2 separate regions of the Mus musculus genome follow, and region 1 is linked to region 2. Evidence: chromatin contacts called from public HiCAR-type data. All regions are on one chromosome and are shown on one strand. Each heading gives the region's core, a stretch centred on a gene start, on an enhancer-like site or on the middle of the called end of the contact. The rest is flanking DNA. Distances are from core to core; before and after follow the strand shown.

Region 1 (3,457 bases), core at 447-2,946, 540 kb after region 2:
TCAAACAAACAAACAAAAAATCCCTTTTTCTGAGAGGACCCCAAAGGGTTCAATAATGTGTCAAAAACACACATACCAAAACGTTAAGTCTTGTCCCTCTTTGAAGGGACCGAAGCAAAAGCTAACTCAATCATTCAACTATGGATAAATTTAGAAAGCATCAAAAAATGTACCTTAGGAGTTTGGAAAGATAAAATGAGCTTTCACTTAAATTTTTTCCCTGACAATTTCCTCATTATAAATTTGACATTTTCATTAAAGTCTAAGTAATCATTATACGAAAGGCCAAAGCCTCTACGCTACCCTATCAGAATATAAGTATCTAATTATTAGAACACGTGTCTAGTACTCTTTACAACGCTTGCATAGTATTTTTTTTTTTTTTTTTTTTTTTTTTTTTTTTTTACGGGGCGGCATTTCTCTAAGCACCGACTTCCCTTAATCTTCACACTTGGCTCAAGTACAGAATTTACCACGGTGGCCTGAAATCTTCCAATCCCTTTACATTAAGCAAAAACTTTCAAACTGTTCCCTCCTTTGCCTTAATCAAAGGTGGCTCCCCCTCTACGATCTTCTCGATTCTACTCCTTCCACAAAAAAGTCGACACGAAGGCACACCGCACTTCCATGGAAAGGGGCATACATAACCGCACGGTCACGTAAACCCAAGCCAGAGATCTATACTTTCCATCCTGAAGATCCCGTAGTGCTCTACAGTGACACAGCCCCTCGGATCCTTACGAGGACCCTTCGTACCAACTTTCCTGGGGAAAACTGAACCTCTTACCTCGAGCATGCCTTTTAAACCAGTAAGTACAATCTCAGATTCGCAATCAGCGTCAAGCCCCCAAAGGCACAAACTCCGTCTCCCACGCAGGGACGATCTGAGCGGACCTCGCAGACCCTTTGGGACCTTTAATCCGCTCCTCGACAACTTTCTGCTTGCTATCTGCCGCAGTCCCAGCTCGAAAGCCCCAGCCAAACCGGACTTCCCCGCACGCCTGCGTTCTCCTGAGCGCGGGTGACACCTTTCCCTCCCCCCACGGCCGCCCGCCCGCCGGCCCCGACCGCAGTTACCAAAGAACCTGAAACTTCTACTCCACAGTCCCGGGACAGGCGGGGCTGCACTCACATTTTCGTCTCCCGAGAGGTCCGGGTTGCTGTTCTCGTCGCTGCTCAACTTCTGCTTCTTGGCCGCGGGCATGTCTGTTCCCGCCGGCGCAGTCGACACTTCCCTCTCGGACATGTTCCTCCGCCTCCCTCCAGGTTCTTGCCGCCTCGGGCGGGGCCTCCGCCACACCGCCGTCAAGCACGCCCGGCCCGAGCCTGCCGCAAAGCTGCCGGCGCCGCCACCGCCGCCGCCCCCCCCACTGTCGCAAATCGCGCCCAGCCGCCGAGGCGGGCGTGCGTGCGACCCCGCCACACTGCTGAAAAAGGGGCGCGCACGCGCGCGCCCTCCCGCACGGCTTCCCGGCTGCTTCCCGTCCCTTGGTCCGGGCGGGCGGTTTTCCCGCCGCCCTCTCGACACTTTGCACCGAGGCGTCGGATCTGCTGGCTCAGAGGGCAGGGGTTTCCTACGTCCCCCTTCCCCACCAGCGCCTAGAGACGAGGCGGAACTCAAAGGGCTGCTCCCTCACCCCCTTCCTGGCCAAGACGTTTCATCCGCAATTGGCTCAATCCTTCGATCTCCGACCCGCTGCAAACGAACGAAAGTCTGTGGCCTGGATCGGCCCACCACTGCTCCCGAGGGAGGGGGGAGGAAAGAGAAGTCACCTCTTGTTTTAGGGGGTCTGTGTCTACGGTCCCTGATGCGGAGCTCGGGAGAACAACTTCGAGTTAGTGTTTACGGAACTTCTCACAGCCTAGATTCTTTTTTTGAAGGGAGAGATTCAAAATCTATAGGCTGTTCCCTGCTCGCCTCCCCCATCGGGCACATGGACGGGTCCCACCTGCAGGTGCGCATGCGCTGAGGCGTATTCTCGCGCTGGGTTACGGAGACGACAGGCCGCCTCCTGGCCCCTCCTCCCCTCGGTTCTGTCTGCTGAACCAGGTAGTCTTTCCACCGGTTTCTGAAGCTTCGGGGAGGATTTCAAAACGGTACCAAATCAGTGCCTACGGACACGCCTCCGTTCTGGGCAGATATTTTATCTAATAAATACTTATTACAATGATTGGTTATATTCAACCGGTTGGTGCCACTATTGGCTTAAGTAAGCCTGTATTTTAAATTACATATTTAGACTTAAGTAAAAATACCTTGTGATGCATGATACATTCTAGTAATCCAACATCGGAAGGGCAACAACGGAAGTACTGCCTGCTCGCCTCAATCTTTAGATCATCCTGGTCGACATAGCAAGTTCCGAGCCAATCAAGGCTATTTACTAAAAACCTGTTTGAAAAAAAATTTTTTTAATTGTATGGATCGGACAGAGTATGGGGGCATGCCTTTTATTCCAGCACTAGGGTGTCAGAGGCAGGTCGATTGCAGTGTGTTAGAGCTACACACTGGTTTGGTCTACACGAGGAGTTCCAGGACAGCCTGGGCTTCGTTATAGACCCTCTTTCCAAAAATAAATAAATAAAAATTACATGGTTCTGAATTGTCATAATTCATAGTCTTAAGTGTTCGTTTTAGCTGTTGAAAGCTGAGGCTCTAGGAAACTGACAAGACCTATAAGTCACTGTGAGCAACTGCATGAGTTTGTGAGACTTAGGTAAAAGGCAATTTTTTAATATAGGGAAAGGTAACTAAATTTGCCCGTATCATTAAAAACTCTTTAATTTTTCATTTTTAGATTAAAAAAAATGTGTGTATGAGTGTGTGTATGTCTGTGCCCCACATGTCTGTACTGGTACACAAAGTCAGAGGATGTTGGATCCCTGGGACTGGAGTCACTAACGTTTGCGAGCCAGCCTGTAGCCAGTCTGTAGCCAGCCTGTAGCCAGCCTGTAGCCAGCCTTAACCACTGAGCCAGCTCACTTGTCCCCTCAGGTACAATCTTGACAGACAAATAATAAATTTGTGAGCCTTGTGGATTTGGTGGGTGTATTGTTAAGCCATGGGAATGTCTGAATGAAGAACTTCCTCTCCTCAATTATAGGACAGAATTGTTTCTATATTGTCATTTGTCATTTGTGAAATGAAGAGGTAGAAATTATAGGACAGAATTGTTTCTATATTGTCATTTGTCATTTGTGAAATGAAGAGGTAGAAACAGACAAGACATTTGCTGGGCACCCACTTAATAATAAAAAGTATTTTCCTTTCGCCCTCCAGTGTCTTAGTCTTTCAGAGGAAGTTTATGTAAGCTAAATGAGACAATTTAGGTGAAAAAGTTTAAATGTTTATCTTTTCTGGAAAAGTTGCTGGGAGATAAAACTTTGAAATTTGAAACAAAGGTTTACTTTGCTTTACAATTATTAATTTTATGATTAAGATTTTAAATCAACTTTT
Region 2 (3,413 bases), core at 356-2,855:
TGATATGGACCCCACCACACCTTCCCTCCACTTTTAAACATTCTCCAATCTGCCATTCATTGCTCCCGCAAAGGTCAGCAGTGATATTCTGACTGAGAGCTCCTTGGACTTCAGCTTACCCAGTTAATTGAAGCTCCCAGCTCCCAGCATTCCTTCGTGACTCTGTTCTGTCACTGTACCCACTCTTCCTGGCACTCTGGATCTTTTTAGTCATTGATTTATTCTATAGTCTCTGCTTCTTCCCCGGGTTCAACTCCTACTTCTGTTTGTCTTCTCACACTTTGTTGTAGTGGTTTGGGTGAAAATGGCTCCCATACTTAGTCTCCAGTTGGTGGAACTGTCTGGGAAGCATTCGGAAGTACAGCCTTGATTGAGGAGGTGTGTCACTGAGTGCAGGCTTTGAGGTTTTAAAAACCCATTTCCTTCCCAGTGTCTCTCCTGCTGCCTCATTTTTGTGAATAAGGATATAAGCTTTCAGCTGCTGTTCTAGTACTATGTCTGATTGCCTGCTGCCATGCTCTCTGCCATGACGATCATGAACTCTAACCCTCTGGAAACCTGAGCCCCAAATTGGGTGCTTTCTTTTATACGTTGCCTTGGTCATGGTATTTTGTTATGGCAATTGAAAGGTAACTAAGACATCTGTTTTGTAGAAAATTTCTTCCAATTAAAATAGTCCAATATTAAAATATTGGAAGAAACATGGTGGCTCATTGGGATTTAAAAAGGAAATAAAACTTCCATGTCTCAGAAATCTCCTGAAGCTTACAAGATTCAAAAGGCCCTTTGAAGTAGGAGGTTCTTTGGGACTTAGTAACTTATGTCAAATGATGGTTTGCTGAGGCACACAGGAGAAAGGATGTCTTGCTAAAGCAGGCACATGAAAGAGTGTTTTCCTGAAGCAGACACAGGTGAGAGGATGTTTTGATATAGTAAACATGTGAAAGGACCTTCGATGCAAGCATATAAATATGACTCCATAGACCGTGGGAGACGAGCACCAAGCATTGGTTTGGCTGTTTTCTGCCTCGTTATTCTTTGCTAATGGCGTACATGTGTTGGTTTGTCTTACATAGCGTTGTTGAGCTGAACTTGTGGTACTGCTGCCATTGAGAGAAACCTGCCCAAGAATTGCTCTTGAGGTTCCTGCGGCAGCTTGCTGTTGTCTGCAGCCTTGCCTCAGGCCAGTGGGCGAGCACTGTAGTTTCTTCACCATTGAACTACAGCTGCTGGTTTGTGCCTGGTAGCTGCCTGCCTAGAGAACTGATGTGCAGCTTGCCGAGTTGTATTTGGTGTTTGCTATGGGACTTAACTGATGTTAAAGAAGTTCAAGTTCACCCCCAAAGAACTATTGCTGAACAAGAGTCCACTTCCCCCGTATCCTAATAACTTTTCTCTCTCACTATCTTAGCTGGGTGGTGGGCTAGAGGAGAGGTTGAACCCTTATTAAAAGTATATTGCAAAAAAATATGTCAATAGCTCTTTCCAAAGGTTACACAAGAAGTCACAACAATTTCTGTGGAAAGAAGTCTCTCAAACAGGCCTTCCAGTTGCTCAGGAAACTATGGAAGAGGCTGTTTGAGGTATTACCACACTGTTGGCTTTCGGGCAGTGCAGCAGCGTATGAGTCACCCATGTTTTGTATGTAACCCCACCCACACTTACTATTTCATTTACTTAAGACTTGTGGGGAACTATTTCTTTGTTCTGTTGTTGCTTCACTACGCAGAGGGCAGGATGTGACCGTCCATGTCTCTTCAGGAAAAGTCACAACATTCACTTCCTCCTGTGAAAATGACATCCCAAATCATTACCTTGCCTCTCAATCTATATCCAGGGGTTCTTGACATTTCAGTTCGGGCTCAGTTTTCAGCCATTTACTGGAGTGTTGGAAAGTAGGGGTCTGAGTCTCCCAATGCAAACTTCCCTTTTAATCAAATTCCTGGAGTCTCAAAGATGCAGGTTTCGCTGCACTGTTGTTGAAGATGCTTAAAGATGTTAAAGATGCTTCTTGCCTCCGGTCTCATTTTGAAATCCCGTGCAACACTTTCTAAGATATCCATTTTTGAAAATCTGGATGTCACTACTAGAGCAAAACAGTTTCAATACAGGATGACTACGACAGAAAACAATCTCTGTAACATATCACATTGTTGAAGACATAATTCAAAATTACTAAAAGGTGGAAAGGAAAGGTAGGTCAGTGGGTAAACACATTTGCTGCTAAGCCTGACAACCCTAATTTAACTGATGGAACACACATGGTGGAAGGAGAGAAGCAACTTCTACAAGTGTCCTCTGACTTTGACATGTATACAATGGCACTCATGCACTCACATACATAGGAATACATATACACAAATAAATGGAAAAGTATACCAATCTTTAATTACTACAAAATAATACAAACATGTAAATCATACTTTATAGGGAATGCAATACACAGAGACAACCATTTAGATGAACTAGGTATTAGAATTAGCTAGTAATGATATTAAAATAGCTTATGATAGTTCTGTTCAAAGACTTGCGGGCAATATACCTACCTGCAAAAATGTAAGACTTAGGTTGGGATCTCTCACTGGAGAATAAATAATTTTGATCAAGGAGTGAATAAAAATGTGCAGATAAACAACTTATACAAAAGTAAAAAAAAAGTGATTAATGTACAACTGAAAATACAATATATGAAATAAAGCATTCTCTGGATAAATGGCATAGTAGCTGATAGGTGACACAAGGCACCTGAGAAGAGCTCAGTAGAAATCACTGATTTGTCCTGTTGACAGTGTCCTTGGCTTTAAAGAAGCTTTTCAGTTTCCTGAGGTCCCATTTATTAATTGTTGGTCTTAGTACCTGAGCTGTGGGTGTTCTGTTTAATAAGGTGTCTCCTGTGCATTCAAAGCTATTTCCCACTTTCTTTTTTTATTAGATTTAATGTATCTGATTTTATGTTGAGGTCTATAGAATGGGAATAGATCTTCACTAACCCTATATCCAACAGAGGGCTAATATCCAATATATATATACTCAAGAAGTTAGACACCAACAACCCAAATAATCCAATTAAGAAGCTAAACTGAGAATTCCCAACAAAGGCATCTCTAATGGCTGAGAAACACTTAAAGAAATGTTCGAAATCCTTAGTCTTCAGGAAAATGCAAATCCAAATGTCTCTGAGATTCCATCTTACACTGGTCAGGATGGCTAAGATCAAAAACTCCTTGTTGGCAGGATGTGGAGCAACGTGAACATTCTTCTTTTGCTGGTAGGAGTGCAAACTTGTACAAGCACTCTGGAAATCAAGTTGGCCGTTTATCAGAAGAATGGAAATAGTTCCACTTCAAGACCCAGCTATCCCAGTCCTGGGCATAAACCCAGAAGATGGTCCACCATACCACAAAGACACATGC

Evidence for each region. HiCAR-type assays count read pairs that join an accessible place to other places.
Region 1: a HiCAR-type map of fibro-adipogenic progenitors shows a contact between it and region 2, with 5 times the contacts expected there. The contact joins the promoter of Eed here to the enhancer-like site in region 2. A contact is called at or near these places in 4 of 39 promoter capture datasets (the 3T3-L1 cell line, cranial neural crest, hippocampal neurons and 1 more) and 3 of 115 datasets of contacts at active chromatin or transcription factors (astrocytes, embryonic midbrain and fibro-adipogenic progenitors).

The regions. Positions count from the first base shown.
Region 1 is chr7:89,979,280-89,982,736 of GRCm38.p6, forward strand. Eed (embryonic ectoderm development) reads right to left here and starts at 1,697. Exons shown (of 12, transcript NM_021876.3): 1 at 1,133-1,697. The coding sequence starts at 1,246. RefSeq lists a promoter at 1,533-3,295, an enhancer at 1,956-1,992 and cis regulatory regions at 1,964-1,971, 2,167-2,174.
Region 2 is chr7:89,443,701-89,447,113 of GRCm38.p6, forward strand. No RefSeq gene overlaps it. Among named protein-coding and RNA genes, the nearest start is that of AI314278, 19 kb to the left of the region's middle. Within about 2 kb of position 1,606, at least 48 of the 459 cell types and tissues checked have an H3K27ac peak or open chromatin away from gene starts, as enhancers often do. A contact at or near this core is called in fibro-adipogenic progenitors, where this site is marked.